Linked DNA regions of Sus scrofa: region 2 is linked to region 1. The links are chromatin contacts, called in public Hi-C maps. All regions are on one chromosome and are shown on one strand. The core of a region is the stretch at or near the end of the contact, and the rest is flanking DNA. Distances in the headings are between cores, read along the strand shown. Region 1 holds the start of ING2 (inhibitor of growth protein 2). Region 2 holds the start of LRP2BP (LRP2 binding protein).

The links. Hi-C and Micro-C count contacts between places; a contact is called where the count stands out from the background.
Region 2: a contact with region 1 is called in a Hi-C map of liver, with 5 times the contacts expected there. The contact joins the promoter of LRP2BP here to the promoter of ING2 in region 1. A contact is called at or near these places in 1 of 5 promoter capture datasets (liver), 1 of 47 Hi-C or Micro-C datasets (liver) and 1 of 2 datasets of contacts at active chromatin or transcription factors (alveolar macrophages).

The regions. Positions count from the first base shown.
Region 1 is chr15:44,916,096-44,919,481 of Sscrofa11.1, forward strand. ING2 (inhibitor of growth protein 2) reads left to right here and starts at 1,500. Exons shown (of 2, transcript XM_003133342.5): 1 at 1,500-2,600. The coding sequence starts at 2,429. LOC100621235 (a long non-coding RNA gene) reads right to left here and starts at 1,471. Exons shown (of 5, transcript XR_001301384.2): 1 at 1,386-1,471.
Region 2 is chr15:46,444,054-46,447,439 of Sscrofa11.1, forward strand. It overlaps LRP2BP (LRP2 binding protein), which reads right to left and starts at 1,603. Exons shown (of 11, transcript NM_001243566.2): 1 at 1,537-1,603; 2 at 1,519-1,534. The coding sequence starts at 1,550. ANKRD37 (ankyrin repeat domain-containing protein 37) reads left to right here and starts at 1,736. Exons shown (of 5, transcript XR_002339222.1): 1 at 1,736-2,082; 2 at 2,214-2,366; 3 at 3,214-3,305.

The DNA of each region.
Region 1 (3,386 bases), core at 250-2,749:
TTCAGCTTGTTCAATAGGATTATGAAAGGTGAAAATAATGCTCTAAAAGTTTTACATTTGCATATTCATCCTCCCTTCATCTCATGCTCTTCTGTTCTTGGAGGGAGTGCTCTAGGTATTCAGAATCACTGCCTTTTCTCACTTCTACTTTCTAACCATGTGTCATATCTGCCTGCAGATCACTATTTAGGCTGAATAAAATCATAGGTGCATTCTATGTCTAATCAGAATCAATAAATAATAAGACATTGTGCATTATTTGGGGCCTTCAAAAAAACCCTAACCGATTTAAATCTATGTGTAAACAAAACTAGTAAGGTTCAGGCAAAAAGTGATAAAATTCAATTTTTCACAGTGACTGTTTTTTGACAAGATCTGGCTGCTTAACCTAAGAGATTTAAAGGAGGACAACAATAAGAAACCTAGATGATTCTCTGAAATACAATACTACACTGCCTGGGTTGAAGTGGTCAAAACCTCAAAGTGTCACAGGAAAATAGCACATGACAATCTTCGAGTCCTGTGTAATATTACTTTGTTCCCAAGACTCAAATTTCCAAGAATGCTTTGTTTCGGCTTTAAAATTTAAAATATCCTGTACCTCAAGGTCTAGATTTCTCTTTGCATGTCAATGGTAACCATACTATTAACAGCTATTTCAAAAGTACTCTAAATAGGTCACCATGCAAGTGCACCACCGCGGCGAACCAAATGGATATAAGGAGAAATCCAAATTTATCACCCACTCACGTTTTCTTTTTAACTCAAATGTGCTACTCACAATAGTGTTTGTTTACTTTGGCACGCCATTAAAATTCTCTTTGTATTAGTTCTCTTTACACCCGTTTCTTCCAAAAACACACGTCATTATACAAACTGAGTCCATCTGAAATTAAAATTAGCTCCTCTGCCTGGCATTTCAGTTTACAAAAGACAGAAATTAAACCCTGTCGACCGATCACCTAGATGAGGACGTGAACCTGATTCCTAATTAGGTTTTTCCTCGCGTCTTCACCACCCCTTGTCCTCGGGCCCCCCAGTGTTTTTCTGTCTTAGAGGAGAAAGATGTTAAGGTGGTGGTGAACCTCAAGCCGCCAGGAAGCCCTAGCCGACGTTTAATGCTTAAACGTTCTGATCCCCCGGGGGGAAACTTTTTTCTTTTTCTTTTTTTAAGGTTACCCGTTGGACAGTTTTCAGGGCAGTCAGCCCACACTAAACTCGATCTCCCAAGAGCGGGAGGGTGGACAAAACCTGCACGGTCGTGGGACGGCGCGGGGGGGCCCCGCGTCTGAGGAAGGGTGGGACCTCGTTGAAGCCAGGAGATTCAAAACACGGATCGACTAAGGGAGAAAGAAACCTCAGGGGGCTGTGGGGGCACCGCCTACCTCCGCGATCAGCCCCGGATGCTCCGGGAGCCTACAGGCCGCGGCGGGAGGAGGACCGAGCCCGAGGGCGGTGCCGAGCGGGCGGGCACACAGCCGCCGCGCATGCTCGGAGCCGCGCCCGCTGCAAGCCGCCGCGTCGACCCGCAAGGCCTCCCTCCAGGGTCGCGGCGGAGAGCCACCGCCCGCTGCTCCTTTTAAGGCTTGCGAGGGGCCGCGCTTGATCCACCTGATGGGGGAAAAGTCGGTAACACCGGGCTGGGGGAGCTGGTCCAAGCTTCCCCCTCCCTGTGGGAAGGACGAAAGGGAGGACTCAGCCGTCAGCCCCCGCAAGTCCCATTCAGACCTTGAGCAAAGAGGTGGACTTGACAGTGCTTCCCCTTTAAGAGGGGGCGGTGCGCAGCCTGCCGTTTGGCTGCCCTTCGCACCCTCCCCCCGCCCCGGGCCGAGAGTTTACAGACCAATCACCCGGGTGGCGGAGGGAAGGCGGGAGAATGCGAACCTTTCGGTAGGGCGGTAGGGGCGGGCCCCCGGCCTTATTAGGAGGGAGGCCTGCGCAGGCGCAGACGCGTCCGCAGCCGGAGGGGCGGGGGCAATCCAGTGAGAGACTCTCCGACAGGCACCGAGGGTGATTGGGAGGAAAGGGGCAGCGAAAGGCTTGTCATGGGGTTCCGAGCTGCGAAGCGGCATCGGTAGCATCTGGGGATTTTGAGGGGGACAGGAAGTGTCAACGCCCGGGACCCCGGCGCCAGCTCCGCTGGGGGGATCCCCGCTGCTCTAGTCCTGGGGAGGGAGGGGAAAAAGGAGGGAGCCCAGATCTCGCCCCGCCCCTGGGCTTGTTACCGCGGGGGCGGGGAGTGAGGGCTTCTTTTTGGGGGGAGTGGAGATCGGGGGACTCGGCTGTGCCCTCCTGAGCGGCTGCGGGTGTCCCCGCGGCGCCGGGCTGCGGAGCAGAGGAGCCGCGGCGGCCGTGGCTGTTGCATGAGTGGCTGCTGGATGCGGAGGCGGCGGCGGCGGCGGCGGCGAGGAGCAGCAGCGGCGGCAGGATGTTAGGGCAGCAGCAGCAGCAACTCTACTCGTCGGCCGCACTCCTGACCGGGGAGCGGAGCCGGCTTCTCACCTGCTACGTGCAGGACTACCTCGAGTGTGTGGAGTCGCTGCCCCACGACATGCAGAGGAACGTGTCCGTGCTGCGAGAGTTGGACAACAAATATCAAGGTAGGGGCCGCGGGACTGCCTGTGCGGGTCCTCCCCCAACTCATCCGCTGGCCGCCGGGCACGGTCCCTCGGAGCCTGCCTGGGGAAGTGCCGCTTTCCATTTCTCCTGTGACAGTCTCCCCGAGTGTACAGAGGGGTCTGGTGTGTGGGACGGGAGAACGGGACTGGAGACGGGGTTCGCGGCCCTCCCTTCCCCCTGCGGTCGGCGAGGACTTCTCTTGGAGTCTCAAGGGTGGAGGTGGGGGCGGCTCGACAGCCCCCGCTGCAGACCCGGAGGCTGCAGCTGGTGTGGAGGGGAATCAGCCATTTTAAGCAGCAAGCATTTGTTCCGGCGCTCCCCTGCCCGGTGCCGCAGACCCTCCTGCCCCGGCCGGGGAGTGTACGGCCAGGCGGGGCTGTGGGGAGTGAGCGGCCGGCCGCGGCCGGACTCCCGCTGGTCTCCTGGGCCTGGCTTTCCCCACCCCCCAGGTGGGCCCCCACTCCTTGAGAGCAGATGCATTGGAACGTGCGAGGGGGAGGGGGCTAGAGGGCTGCGAAGGCGGCCTCCGGGGAGGTCCCTCCGTCGGCTCTCAGGCTCCGGACTCGGGAATAGTAGTCTCCTCTCCCGCCCCAGGGAAAGTTCCGGGCCGTAGCCTTTCCCAACTTGTTCAGCCAAATGGTTAAAGGGCTAGGGGGGTCCCTGCGGGGAAGGAAGAGGGTGTGTGTGTGTGTGTGTGTGCGCGCGCGCGCGTGTGTGTGTGTGTGTGTGTGTGGCGGGGAGGGCCCCCACTTGGGGGCGGGGCCTGA
Region 2 (3,386 bases), core at 353-2,852, 1.5 Mb after region 1:
AATAATTCTATTAGTTAGGAATTCCTGATAATGAACATCTGTGTAAACCTGAAGCTTAATATATGCTTTGAAAAATAGTGCTTATCGAATTGAAAAACACGAGAAAAGGAAAATTGGCAACATGGACAGGTATTCTCATATATCTCTCACATTCTTTAAATATAAACAAGGTATTGTGACTAGTTTAAACATAAAAAACAGAACACAAGCATGATTCTATAATATGTTTGAACACAAATATACATGTTTATGTTCAAGTATGCGTATAAATGTTTAAAACTACCCCTTGGAAACAAAAGAGCAAAGAGCAATTTGCTCACCATCCAAGTCTTCAAGATTAACCTGCTGCAGCCATGGGCCAACAGTGCAATTGATGCCTCAGAGAGATTAAGATGATGCCATGATGGGCACTCTGCTTCAGACAGAGGAAATTAAAGGTGATAAAGGGATGCTCTGTGCTTTGGACAAACAAGCCTTCAGGCAGTTAGACACATTTCACCAAGAATTTTAACAAACTCTGCTTTTGCACCTTCCCATGCATAGAAAAACACTACAATCATTAAGCTGAGCTATTTGTTCTCTGTGACTAGCAGTGATCTTTTACCAAGATACATGTTAACTGCATGGATTTCCTAACAAAAAAAATCACATGTAAACTAGTCTCCTAACCACCTCTTAGGAACAGTTCCTCAGAGCTATTTGAAGGCTGTCTCCGGGGCTAGAGTCCTCAGTAAAGTCTTGAATAAAAAACTGAACCCACAACTCCCACGTTGTGCATTTTTCTCAGTCGACACCTTGGACCAGTGCATAGTTCAGTACTATGAATTACTACCAAATTACTTTATGGCTCTTACAAAATATACAATAAACTATAACCAACAATTGGAACTAAAAGGACACCGATCTCAGAGAACAAGCTTGTCCTCTAAAAGTATAGCAATAAATTATTTTTCACTCCTGCTTTCAAAGATGTCAGTAGATAGAAGGAGATCACTGAAGATGTTAGGGAAAATAAATATATGGCTGCAGCTGTAGCTTTTAGCAGGATTAATCTGGGGAAAAAAAAGTGCTGAGGAAAGAGTTCAGAGATTAGATGTGCGAGTCACTGGCTACAGTCTGAAGTGAGGAAGTCTTTTTCTAAAGTTTTACAAAAAGGAATGACTCCAGCTAAACAGTATAAAGAGCTCCAGGAGAGCCTTTCCCCCAACCCAGCTTTCCCCCAGAGCAGCCAAGAGGCAGTCGCCCCTCCACCTACCCCCAAACCCCCAGATCCCGCTTTCTTCCCCAAGTGTCCAGGGCCCAGGGGACAGAGCGAAGCCTCGGGCAACTCTGAACGTGCAGCTAAAGAATTGGAGGCTGCGGCCAAGGCGTCAGCCCCACGCGTGGTAGCTTCCAAAGGTGGTATTGCCACGGAGCGCCTCGTAGCTCCCTCGTTTCCTGGTTACGTGCGTGCCAGCAGAAACCAAAACCTCCGCCCGCGACTCCCGTTTCCCCAAAAGCACTAGAGCTGGGAACTACCGCGTCCGACGTGGGGACTCCGCACGCCTCATGGCGGGCGCTGCATTCCAGCCGCGCAGACTGCCGTCGCTCACCGCGCACGCGCACCGGGACTCCGGGGGAGCGGCCCAGGGCCCCGCCTCAGGGTGGGCGGACCTAACAGCTCCACCGCTGGCCAATCGTCTGGCGGATCCGCGCTGCCTCCGCCTCCTTCCTCCCCGCCAGCCTCTCTGGCTTCCCGGTTGCACGTGCCAGTGTTTTGTGTACGTGCGGCTGCAGCTGGGCGGAGAAAGGCCCGGAAGCCAAGGGTTGGGCAGCTAGGGCTCAACCAGAGTTGGGGCGCGGCGGGGAGGGGCTGGCCCGCTGGCCCTGGCGATCTTTAAATTCTCCTGCTCTTAGGCAGCTTGTGCACTCTTACCTGTTTGCAACGAGTGCCCCACCGTTTTGCTCTCCCAAGGACTCCAGTCCACTACTTTAGGCGGGAAATGCAGTTGCTTGATAGCAACCCAGAGGTGAGACTCAGGCCGCTTTTGTCCTGCAGGTTTAAGCTTCCGGAGGTCTGACTTCTTGGGAGCGCTAGCTAAGGTAATGGTGGATCAATGGACCCTGTGTCTTCAGAGCTGGAAAATTTTTGCAGGGGGGAGGATGTTCAATTTTGGGAGGGCGTGAGCCTGGACAAAGGCAAGAATGGTGCTGGAGCTGTTCTCTTCTCGCAGGTAGATATTCTGAAGCAACTGCTAGAGACGGGGGCCTCCGTCAACGCACCTCCGGATCCCTGTGAGCAGTCGCCTGTCCACCTGGCTGCAGGTGGCGGCCTTTCTTGCTTTCTTCTTTGGCAACTGCAGACTGGCGCTGACCTCAACCAACAGGTAACTAGGTAACTGATTGTTGTGTGCAACCCTCCCCTCCACCCCAAATCCCCTCAAACAATTCTTAGGCACCAGGATATTTAGTGGTTTCACTTTCATGAACTTGACCGTCTCAGCGATGTCCAATAGAAATAAGTGAGACACATAGGTAACTTAAAATTTTCTAGTCGCCATATTAATGAAGTAAAACGAAACTTGTAATTAGTCTTAGTAATTTAACCTAATTAATCCAAAATATCATTCTAATATGTAATCAATATAAAACATTACTGTTAAGTATTTTACATTTTCTTTTGATGTGTCTTCTCAATCCGGTGTGTATTTTACATTTATAGCACATTTCAATTCAGACTAGCCACATTTCAGGTGCTCATTAGCCATATGTTGGGCTGCTGGTTAATATACCGGACAGCATTTCGAAGGTCTACGATTCATTTCCAAAGGAACAATTGCTCCATTACCAAATGAAGTCTCAGGGTAGCTACTGACATACTTGTGACTCATGCTCATAAACAATATAATTTCTTACAGAACTGAAGGTAGTTTGCATCTTCCACTGAATATTAAAGCATGGTGAATTTTAAATTGTAATTTTTACTTTTATAGATTTCGATTTCGCTGTTATTCACTTAAAATTTAATGAATGTAGCTGTGGCTGCACATGTTTTTATTAATGACAACTCTATTTATTAGGGTACCAAGTGAACTTTATTTAAAAAAAAAATTAAAAAATTCAGTCCAGAACAATACAGTTCTAACTGGCTTCCTCAAACAATAGACTTTACCCAGCAACTTCCACAAGCAAGCGTTTTGGGGAGAGACTAAAATGTGCTGTCTTATTTGTAAGGATGTTTTTGGAGAAGCTCCACTACACAAGGCAGCAAAAGTTGGAAGCATGGAGTGCCTCAGCCTGCTTGTAGCCAGTGATGCTCAAATTGAGTAAGTATGAAATCAGTGGCTTCAAATTTTATATTTTCTTGGATTATACTAATCAGATCCCTGCAGTTTAATGACACGATG